2 separate regions of the Mus musculus genome follow, and region 2 is linked to region 1. A link is a contact called in public HiChIP or PLAC-seq data. All regions are on one chromosome and are shown on one strand. Each heading gives the region's core, a stretch centred on a gene start, on an enhancer-like site or on the middle of the called end of the contact. The rest is flanking DNA. Distances are from core to core; before and after follow the strand shown.

What was found. HiChIP or PLAC-seq counts read pairs in DNA pulled down with a chosen protein or histone mark.
Region 2: a FOXA1 HiChIP or PLAC-seq map of pancreatic cancer cells shows a contact between it and region 1. The contact joins two enhancer-like sites. A contact is called at or near these places in 1 of 39 promoter capture datasets (the 3T3-L1 cell line) and 2 of 115 datasets of contacts at active chromatin or transcription factors (effector CD8 T cells and pancreatic cancer cells).

Annotation. Positions count from the first base shown.
Region 1 is chr1:90,676,586-90,681,990 of GRCm38.p6, forward strand. It overlaps Gm9991 (a long non-coding RNA gene), which reads left to right. Exons shown (of 3, transcript XR_878398.1): 3 at 2,308-3,070. Among named protein-coding and RNA genes, the nearest start is that of Gm9991, 4.8 kb to the left of the region's middle. Within about 2 kb of position 1,431, at least 26 of the 459 cell types and tissues checked have an H3K27ac peak or open chromatin away from gene starts, as enhancers often do. A contact at or near this core is called in pancreatic cancer cells, where this site is marked.
Region 2 is chr1:91,038,261-91,043,940 of GRCm38.p6, forward strand. It overlaps a transcript of Lrrfip1 not described here. Among named protein-coding and RNA genes, the nearest start is that of Lrrfip1, 12 kb to the right of the region's middle. Within about 2 kb of position 3,486, at least 74 of the 459 cell types and tissues checked have an H3K27ac peak or open chromatin away from gene starts, as enhancers often do. A contact at or near this core is called in pancreatic cancer cells, where this site is marked.

The sequences.
Region 1 (5,405 bases), core at 181-2,680:
TCTATCAGTCCAGGACTGTGGGACCAGAAGACAGGCTCTGGCAGCTGTCCAAGCTCTGGGAAAGGGAGGGAGTCTGTTCTCGGGCAACAGCTCTCACAGCGTTGCCTTTGAGGAAAGGGTAACTGATTGCCCACAAACCCGGGGTAGCAGCCTCCCCCACCTGAAGTCTGGAAGGTTTGTCCTATCATTCACAGGCTCAGACAGGAAGTCCCCACCCCCAGCCCAGTCAGCTACTTCCACCTCAGTTCTCAGTTTCTGGCTCCCACCCACTGCCGCAGCCTGGAATTATCAGTGGGGTGTTCTGCCTCATACCCACCTGGCTCTTGTGTTTCTGGGGAGGACTGTACATGATGTCAGCATTCTGTAAGAAATCTGAGAGCAACACACAGCTGCTCTCTGGCCAGTTCAGTCAGGGACCCAAGGGGGTCTGGTGGCAAGCACAAACACCTCAAGGGGAAATCTCCAGGACAGAGGAAGGCCACTGAGAGACCCTTAGAGCAAACTCACCATCAAGTTCCCTTAGGAGTCAACTAACGTCTAATGAAATATGACATACAAGGGGGGATGGATAGGATATTCTAGAAATGGCTGTGAGTGGCTTAGATGTGGGGTGTGTTATTTCACTTTTCCTATCACTGAGACCAAATCCCTCTAAAGACCCTTTGAGGGAGTAGGATTTATCCTGGCTGGTGGTTTTAGAGGGTTCAGCCCATGGTTACTCTTCCCCATGAGTATGGGGAGAGCATCATCCTGGTGTCAGGAGTCTGTGAAAGGGGCTGCTACTCACCCCTTTGCCAACAGGAGGCAGGAAGGGGGTTGGTAAAGACACCAGAGAGAATATAGTCCCTAGAACCCACACCCAGGGACCTTCATCCAGCTAGATGCCACCTCCTTAAGTTTCCTCTAAAATTAGTGCTACCAGCTTGGGATGAGGTATTCAAAACATGAGCATAAGAGGTAAGTTTCATATTCAAACTCTAACATGAAGTGCTCCTCCAAAGGCTTCATCCCCAGGTGAGAGTGCTGCTGGGAATTGAAGGGATCATAAAGACTCGGGCTTCATCAATGATCTGATTCAGTGAGGACTCTGACTTCAACCTTACCAATGAATTACCCTACTAATGAGTTCATAACCTAAAGGGACTAGAAGGAGAGAGGGTTTGGTTGGAAGAGGTGAGTCACCAGGGGCATGTCTTTGAAAGGTCTATCTTGCCCCTGTTTCTGCTTCTTGGTTTCCCTGGGGTGAGCAGCATCCACCACACAGCTCCTCCCTCCATGGTTATGTTCTGCCTTATCACAGGTCCATAGCAATGGGGCCCACAAAACCTCTGAAGCCACAAACCCAAATCCTCCTTTTAAGGTATAGACATCAAGGATCCTGTCACAGTGCTGAAAGGCTGACTAATACATGAGTCCACTTCTGAGCCATTAACCCTGCTCCCTCAGAGCCAGTGCATGGGTGCTACCACCCACCCCTGGCATCTCAGGCACATCCCTGTTTCATTCTGACAGGACATGGTTCTTTCTTGAGGTGTCAGCTTCACGTTTGGACACTCTGGAGAGCCATATGCCTGAAGGGCTTTGTCTGAATCCTCACAGGTTGGATAGCATGCAGCTCCCTCAGTACGAATCTGTGCTGAGATGGAACCACATCTCTGAGCCCCAGGACATGTAGCTTTTGGAAACACAAAGAGGAGAATTATATATTGGGAGGGACCTGAAGTGCACTGGATCCTGATTCTACCCCTCTTTTCTATCCTTTTGTTTGTCTGTCTGACTTCCTGATTTCTGACACTGGGTGTGTTTTGGGTCCAGGACCTGGCTCCATACCAGGGCCTATTCTGTTTGATTCCTTGATTTTCTGTAATTTCTGCAATGAACTGCCACATTCTTGTTGGCTTAAAGTAACAAAGAGACTAGAAGTCTGAAATAAGTGGCAACCCACGATACAGACAGGCTTCCATCCCTCTGGACACTGCAGAGGAGAAGCCTCCCCCTCCTTCTCCAGCTTCTGGTGTTGACTTGGGCTTGGCTCACTTCCATCACTGCCTCCAGGGTCATGTGAGCTTCTCCCCATGTATGTCACATCTCCCGGTGCTCCTTTCATAAGGATGTGTATGACCATGTCTGAGCTCACCTGGATATTCCTGACCACCCTCCCCTGTTTCCAGCTAACATTTAGGGAGTTAGGGAAATAACATTTAGGGAGGAAAGCCACAGAGAAGATCATAATGCTAGCTCACCAGTTCCAGCTGTGGCATGGATGTCTGTGGAGATGGGAATTTATTATCTATCTTCCACCCCCAGATCTGAAGCTGACCCTTTGCATTCCTACTGAAATGCAGATAATTCCTAAGCCTTCCAGACACCAAGGTCAACCAAAAAGGCAGCATCCGGTCCTACTGCAGACCATGTCTTCTGCCTACATGTCAAGCTGCACGTGTCACCCAGCCCAGAGTACAAATGTCAGAGTATCACCGGAAGCCCTGGCAAGATGCTGCTTTCAGAGGAGGTTCTGATCATCTCCATGCTTTCCTGTATCTGAAAGCCTCTCACCATGTGTGTTACATTGCTAATGCAAAGGTACAGCAAAGACTCGAGGGAAAGAGAAAGAAACAAATAAAAACTATAACTCATTCCTAGTGCAGAGTCTGCTGCGCATAGGGAAGGCAATAGGAGTCACGCATTTGTGTCTCCAGATGGTGTCAAATGTACACAGGGAAGATGCATCTCCCTGGAGCAAGAGGTCTCAGTGCAGGTGGGGGGAGGCGGGGCCACTGATGGGAGTAGTGGGAACATCTGGACCCTTGGCTCCGTTGGCTTAGCCCCTTGACAGGAAATCAAATATTATAGAAAGGAAAAGGGTCGTGCCTGTGTCCCGGGTGTGAGAGACTTGCAGGACTACAGAGAAGGTTGTGGTCATCTCTGCTTGACAGCATTGCAGCTGTGCTGGACCGCACTTGAGAGTATCTTAGCTACCACAACAACAGGAAGTCATAGGAGCTCACATCTATCCTTCTCGGCATCCTTAAATGTGCTTTCTACTGTTCTGGGCAAACATTGAAGGACAATTCATGAAGAAAATGGAAAATTCTCCCCAAGGTGCCTGCTTCCTACCAAGATCACTCCTGAAAGCTTATGTGAACTTGGTTAAAATATTTGCTGTCTGGCTTATGAGATGGCTCAGAAAATAAAAGCTCTTGCTATGTAAGCCCGATTATCTGAATTCTATGCCTGGAACACACTATGGAAGGAGAGAACTGACTTCCAAAAGTTATCTTCTAAGCACCACACAAGTGCCATGGCATGTGTATGAGTGTGCACATGTGTGTGTGTGTGTGTGTGTGTGTGTGTGTGTGTGTGTGTGCATGATGCCCCATGGCAGCTGGAAGCAGATCCTATGTTCCATCGTAGAACCCAAAGAACACACCTGGAGGAATTTCATTCTTTCCTGAAGAATTCTGATTTTTTCCTTAGTGGATTTCAAAAACAAGTAAATCCAAGCATTGCATAACGTATCTAATTAACATGCAGAAGGGAGATCCTCAGTCATCCATCACTAGTCAGTGTTCTTAGAAGAAATTAAAGCAGGGTAGTAATCACTAGGAGGCAAGTAAATGGCTGTCATGTGACTGACCCTAGGGAGAGGTGATGAAATGTCTATTCATCCCAGACAGGGCACAGACAACACACTAAAGAACACATTCTACCCAAGTCTAGCTTAGTGAACCAGTTTATTGGGATTATTTATAGGAGCATAAGTGGCTCAAAGGCCACTCTATCACCAAGAAGCCCATTGCAAACATAGATGACAGTTCATAGAGGATGAGTTCCTGAAGCTCCCTGCATGGCTTTGAAGGTCACTGGGTCTGCCAGAGAGTCTTTTCTACTGAGCAGTTGTTACTGCTTGTATAACCCTGGGGGCAGGAGGGGGGGGTGCTGATGAATCCTGTAATCTCAGGAACTTCCTGGGACTTGTGAGTTGTTTACTTCCTGAACCTAATTATGTTTATTCCTTAAGTCTTCTTGAGCCTCTTCTGGAAGGCTCAGTGCTGAGAACATTGCTACAGCACTGGGGATTTCTTCCAGAAGGATTGCCTGATAACTGTTCCCAGGGGAAAGGCCCAGGATGGCAGCCTTTCAGGAAGCATCAAGCCATTAAAACAAATCAGAAACTGTTTTGCTAATTGTTTGAATAAGAATCCTCCATAATTCTCTGGAGCATCTGTGCTTTCCTAAGCTGGCTAGTCTTGCAACTCCAGTAGCTGAGGACTCAGCTGCCTTTGCTGCTAACAACTGGAGAAAACACTATATAAATAGAATCCTCAGCTTGGTGGCAGTTTAGAGATGTGTCTATCCAAATGAACATCTTTGCGTTTTGCTCTTCCAGGATTTGAGGCTGTATTTTTGGTTTCATTTTAGAAAACCTTGGAAAGGCATAGAAAAGGTGCCAGCATGCTTTGTAACCATCTACACAGGTTGTTGTGTCTGCTCCCTCCCCTTGGGGCAAAATCTCCTGGCTTGCCCTGGAGCACTCTACTTCCTCTCTAGTGTGACAGATAGTTCTCAGCTCTGCTGCTCTGCACCAATGATTGTGGTTTATCTGGTCTAGGGAAGGTTTGAGTGTGGGAGAGGGGAGGTGTTCAGAGGCCCCCCTGAGGTGCTCAACTGGAGCCAAGATCAAGGCCTTTGATCCTGGAACTCCACCTCTACAATCTCAGAGCTGGCATTTTTCTACCAGACAGGGCACTTTTATCCTTACCTGGATGAAGATACTCTGGTCTCAGTATTACCTTCAGGGCCAGTTGTTTCCAGGCTTTAGGCCCAGGCAGGTACGTGTGGGCAGGGGAGAGTTGTTTTTTTTGTTTGTTTGTTTTTTTTTTTTTTTTTTTTTTTTTTTGAGCCTACAGAGCATTTGAATGGGCTGGAGAGATGGCTCATCAGATACGAGCACTTGATACTCTTACAGAAGACTGGAATTCTATTCCCAGCACCTTCATCTGGCAACCTGTAACTCCAGACCTAGGTGATCCAACATCTTCATTTGGCCATGCATATACAGACATATACACAAGCAAGCATAAGTAAAAATAAAGTAAATAGTTAAATTAAAAGGGGACATTTGACAGAAGATGCTCTGTCAAGGTGATCTGGCCAGGTGGACTCACTTCTATGAAGAAAAGGATGAGAAGAAATGGAAGAATATGTGGTCCAGATAGACAAATATCATAGGAAACTTGGCTAGCATCACTAGTGTTGAGATGAGACACTATGAGAAAACACAACTTGGGCAGGAAAGGGTTTGTTTTCCTTGTTTTTTCCGTTTAACAGTTCATCATCAAAAGTAGTGAGGGCAGGAATTCCAACACACGTTTGCTAGCCTGGAGGCAGGAGCTAATGCAGGA
Region 2 (5,680 bases), core at 2,236-4,735, 360 kb after region 1:
CCTGCTTCTCGCAGCGTTGCTCTAGCAATGGGGAGCTCGGTCGGTTACCTCTCTAGTGTTTCACATCCTTCCAATAACTTTTTTTTTTAATATATATATATTTTTTTTTATTAGGTATTTTCCTCGTTTACATTTTCAATGCTATCCCAAAGGTCCCCCATACCCACCCCCCCAATCCCCTACCCACCCACTCCCCCTTTTTGGCCCTGGCGTTCCCCTGTACTGGGGCATATAAAGTTTGCAAGTCCAATGGGCTCTCTTTGCAGTGATGGCCGACCAAGACTTGGAGTTTGTTCTCAGAGCCTGGTCCACTCCATGCTCCTGGGGTCCAGTTACTCAAGGCTTGTCTCTAGCCTTAGCTGTTTCCAAAACACTGCCTCTGCTTTCCTGGAGCCTTTTGCCTTGGGCAACCAAGCTGCCTGCACCTGCTCACTCACCTCTTTAAAAATAGCTCCAGGGCTTTCTTGTGCTGACTAGACAGTGGTTGTTACACTGTGTCAGGATTGAAAAGATACACTTAGTAAGTCTCACACTTCACAAGTACGTTTGCCAAAAGTTTGCAAAAGGATTGGGTGTAACGCCGTTTTGTTTTGTAAATTAGAACATTATTCGGAAAGGGCCCCTTGCCTCCCTAAGGAGCCAGAAGCATCCTAACACAGGCGGAAACAGGCAAGTACTAAAAACAGCTGCAGCCTAATTAATTAATTGCAGTTTCCTGTGGTTGGTTTGTTTTTCTTTTTCTTTTTTTTCCTCTTTCTCAGAGAAGGTTTGGAAGTCTCTGGAAACACACAGGAAAGGTTTTTCCTTCCAATTTTTATTTCTTCTTTTTCAAAGAACAGGACGGAGGCAAATGAGCCTTGTATTACATCCCTCTTTTAAAATAAAAAAAACCATCCTCAAGCTCATAGAAAATATTCGAGAGAAAAGGCAGTGAATGAATCCTACCATTCATCAAAGCCCTCCCTCCCCTCGGGACTCAGGGAAGAAGAAAGACCCAGAGGCAGATGGAGGACTCCTAAGTCTTCCAGACGCAAACAGGACTGATAAGCATGTGAACTCACAGAGACTGTGGCAGCATGTGGACCTGCCTAAGTCAAGCCAGACAGGGTCCCAGCGCTGAAGGGCACTCATCTTAACCAAGAAGCTGGCTCCAATTGATGCATGCTTGCAAAGGAGTCTCACCAGATATACAAATGACAGTTACGGGGAGGCCCAGTGCCCAGCAGTAGATGGCCAACTCAGAATGTTTCCTGTTCTCTCTCTCTCTCTCTCTCTCTCTCTCTCTCTCTCTCTCTCGTCTGTTTTGGTTTTGCTTGTTTATTTTCTGAAGAGAGAAAGAAGGCATGAAGCTGGATGGATGAGGAGGTTGCATCCTATCACAGTCTTATCATAAATGCCATTGCTCTGTGTGTGTGTGTTGCTCTATCATCTATGGCATATGCCTTTGAGACTGGGTTTCTCACTGAATCTGGAGCTAGGCTGGTGACTAGAAAGGGCCAGCATTCCTCCAGTCTCCATGTCCATTAGTGTGGGGTGACAGGCACCCTATAGCCTTGCCTTTTATATAGATTATGGGACTTGAACTTGAGTCCTCATGCCTGTGTACCGAGCACTTCTGCCCACAGAGCCTTCTCCACACCCCATCATTGCTTAATGAAAGAAGACAATGTTGATAATCTCTTCCCCTGGCTGGGGATATAGCTCAGCATTTTTCACAAACTAGGTAAGGGATGGGGGTCTTCCATCCTTAGTCCTCGTCTTCAAGTTAAATTGGCAGTTGCCAATGTGCCACACCAGCTGGCCACGCCCAGTTGGCTGTTATTTCCCTGGTGGTGGTAGCCTGAATATGCACATGGAGTTGTCAGTGAGATTCTGCTTTTGGGGATCAGCTGTCCAGAGCCAAGAGGTTGGCTCCCTGCACTCTCTGAGCACTTCTCCCCCACAAGATTTCCTAGTTTTTTCGGTGGCTGATTTCATCTGGAATCAGTTGGGATTCCACCATCCTCCCCCTATTTTCTAGGGGAAACCTTGCCTGGCTTGCCTCTTCCTCTCTTTGTAATGTTAAATAAACAAGAGTGTGCACTTGCTTTTTAAAAATAGTATTCCTTAAATTGTGACGAAATAAGCACAACAAAATTCCACCATCTTTCCCGCATCCATTGTCTTCTTGCACAACTTAAAAAACATCGGCTTCCTATTTTCTCCTCACCCAGCCTCTGCCCCAACAGTGCCACCTTCTGTCCCTGAGACTCTGACCACCAATGGGACCCTGGCTAGGGTGTGACATAGCATTTTGTGCTGAGCAGAAGAGGGACCCTGGGCTTGATTCCCAACAACCCCAAACCAAAATTAAAAACTTCTTAGAACCACATGTAACTGCAGCCATGCGATACTTTACAGACAGACCTTAAGGTCCTCGTAGTGTGTACAACTTTGACCTCCAGGTTCCTTTCTAAGGCTAACAGCATCCCGGTCTATGGACCATCTGTTCTTCATCTATCTGTGGATCACACCCATCTACAGCTTTTGCATTTAATGTGACCTCTTTGACATTTTAATGTGGGTTTCTTGCCATTATAGAACCTGATATTATTAAGCCCCCTCCCTTATTTCTGTTTTATCTCTGTGCATGCCTTATTGAATCTCCTGGAGTTGAATATGCTAAAATTAGAAATTAACAAGAACAAGAACAAGATATTAAAGAGTTGGGCATTGTGACAAAGTTCTGGCCTTGCAAACCTGGTGATCTGAGTTCAGTTCCCCAGACCCACAGTGAAAGGCAGGAACCTCCTCTACCTATGGAGGTTGTCCCCTAACCTCCATAGACATGCATGGTGTGGCAAGAGCATCTGTCTATGCATACGTGATGTGATGTGATGTGTGTGTGTGTGTGTGTGTGTGTAGTTTCTGTGGGTGTGAGTGTGCTGTGTGTTTTAATAATCACAGACCATTAGAATTAAAAATTCAAGTGTTTTCATTTTTTTTCCAGTCTGAAATGATTATGTCTCTATGTAACCTCCACCCCACCACCCCCTTTGAAAACCTCTGCCAGGCTGGGGAAATGATTCTGTGGATAAAATACTTGCCCAACAAGCGTGAAGATCAGCGTATAGATCCCCAGTGCCCCTGTAAAGCCATGTGGGTGTGGAGGATCCGGTTCCAGAGCTCTGCAGGTGGAAAGAGGAGCTCCCCAGGGAAGGCTGACCAGCTAGACTGGGTGAGCCTTCCAGCTCTAGGTATGTTGAGAGACCCTGCTTCACTCTGTAACTGAGAAAGACAGTAATGGAGGAAGACATTGGATGTGAGCCTTGGCACTCCACCTACACACATGCACTGATACACACATGCACTGATACACACATGCACTGACATACACACATACATGCAAATGTCGTACACAGCCATCTGGGCTGTGGGGGTGTCTCTTCACCCGAAGGGGGAAGTTATGAGCTCCTGAGCTCCTGTTACCCAACCCCATTCTTTAGAAACACAGTCATAACTCCTTATCTGGCTGCCGATGTCCAAGAGTGGCCTTTGAGATTGCATCGCCACAAGGAAGTGAGGTGCCTTACCAAAAGAAACCAGCACAAAGTTCAGGCCTCTTACTCAAGAAAAGCAGTGTGGTTAGTCCACTGGAGCCTGGAGCCTTGACTGCAGCTCATGCTGAAGGTCTGTGTGTGTTTCACCAGCTCACAGCACTGCTGGAATCGGGGCTCCCCCAGTTTGGGGATCTGAGCTGAGGGCCAGACAGGAGCCTCACTGGGTGTGGGGGGAATACGGTGCAGATTTGTCTGGGACACAGGTTACTACCACATCCTTTGTAAGTTGTGTCTGGCATAATGGACGCAGATTGAATTTTCCTTCAGCTGCTTTGTGCTGGAATAACACAGACCAACTGGCCTCATGTGTACTTATGCCTTGTTATATTTATAACAACAGCTTGTCTGGTCCTTGTAAACCCTGTGAACTAGGTACCATTGTTGTTCCCATTTTACAGACAAGGGAACTGAGGCATACAGAGAGGTCACATAACCTGCCCAGAGCTAGAAATTTCCAGCAAGTGCTGGTGGCCCTAGGATCTATGCACTTTCTTTCGGACCGCAGTGCCCCTCTGCGGAGCACAGAGGCAGCCTAACTTCAACTGTCCAGTGACTCGTCGACTCAAGGGTGGCTTCCTTTCCAAGTTGCTTCAAGTGTTTCTCTTTTACTATTCAAAATTAGATCTTCACCTTTCAGCAAGAGTGTCTTGTTGAGAGACATGTAATTTGTTTTCTTTCGGGAGCCTGAGTACATGACTCTATCTGCCAGGTCACCGATTTTAGATGCAGTTTAATTCTGACAGCTCCAAAGTCTTGTCCTGCCTTGTTACAGTGCCTATTCTAGCTCTCAAGGCCACTGTGTCCTTCTTGTTCATAAATTGAAGAGTTTCTACTTAAAGAAAAGAGGTTGGGACTCTTAGCAGCTTTAAAACTGTGGCACCAGAGTTCCGAATCTTCTTCCTCAGTAACAAACACTATGATAAAACTATTAATCCATCCCTGAATAATTTATATGTTTATCTATGAATATAAATAATTTATAAATATGATGAACTGCAAATAAAAATCTCAGCTTAGAGGGAGGGTTGGTTAAAGCTTAACAGAGTCTCAACTCAATCTAGAAGAAGAATGCAGCCAAGACATGTCTGCAGAAGAACAGGGAGGATGATTTTCAATTGTATTGTAGCTGCTAGGCTCTGCTCAGTCTCTCCTGCCTTTATTCAGATATTTTTGGTGGGCCCTTTGCGGCTTCTGGGATGAAGTTCGAGCTCCTGGGCATGAGGATCTGTAAAAAGAGCCGCCTAACAGTATCTAAGGGAGTCACAGAAGCAGCCAAATGCTTACATCTCTGCATGTACCTAGGGCAGCCTGCTATTTATCCCACATTTCCTTTTGGCCGCTGTATGCAGACATTGTCAGTCATAACTTGTTCAGAAACTGAGACACCAGGCTCTGGAAGTAGCCCAGGGCAACGGCAGCCTTCTGGGCTTGAACAATGGCAGCTGCCTGAAAAGGTGCCAGAGCTCCCCCAAGAGCCCCCAAGGCCTACAGAAGCTCACATCCAAACTGATCATGTGACATTGGATTTGTTGACAGACCTCACCACCACCACCACCTCGCCACCCCTCCCCCACTCTCTCACCTGAGTGTTATCAGGTCCCTACTCTGTCTGGCCCTCCCAGCTGTCCCATGCTGTTAGTTAGCATTAACTCAGAAAGTAACCGCAGAACAGGACTCCCAAGCCTGACTGCCAAACTCTATGAGGAAGTTTGAGGGCACCCCGGAGTCTCTGTTAGGGTGCTGGACTGAATGCTCAGCCGCTGTTCTCCAGTCAGGCCTTGCCTGAGGTGCCAGGAAGCTAAGCCAAAATGTCCGACTCCTCACTCCAATCCTCTATCAGCCTGCTCCGTGAAATCACATCCTTAACTTCCACGGCCTTGCGGAAGGCTTGGGAAATCTCAGTTCTCAGCTCTCTACCCTAAGCCACCCCTTGCTGGGTTCTCAGCGAGTTGCTGGCTTTCTGTCTCTTCCTGACAACAGCTTTGCTTTGGAGTTCATACTCCACGTAGGGTAGAACAGCAGATGTAAATGAGGTCTTTTGCCTCTCCACCCTCTCCAATATAGTTATGTCTAGCCATGGC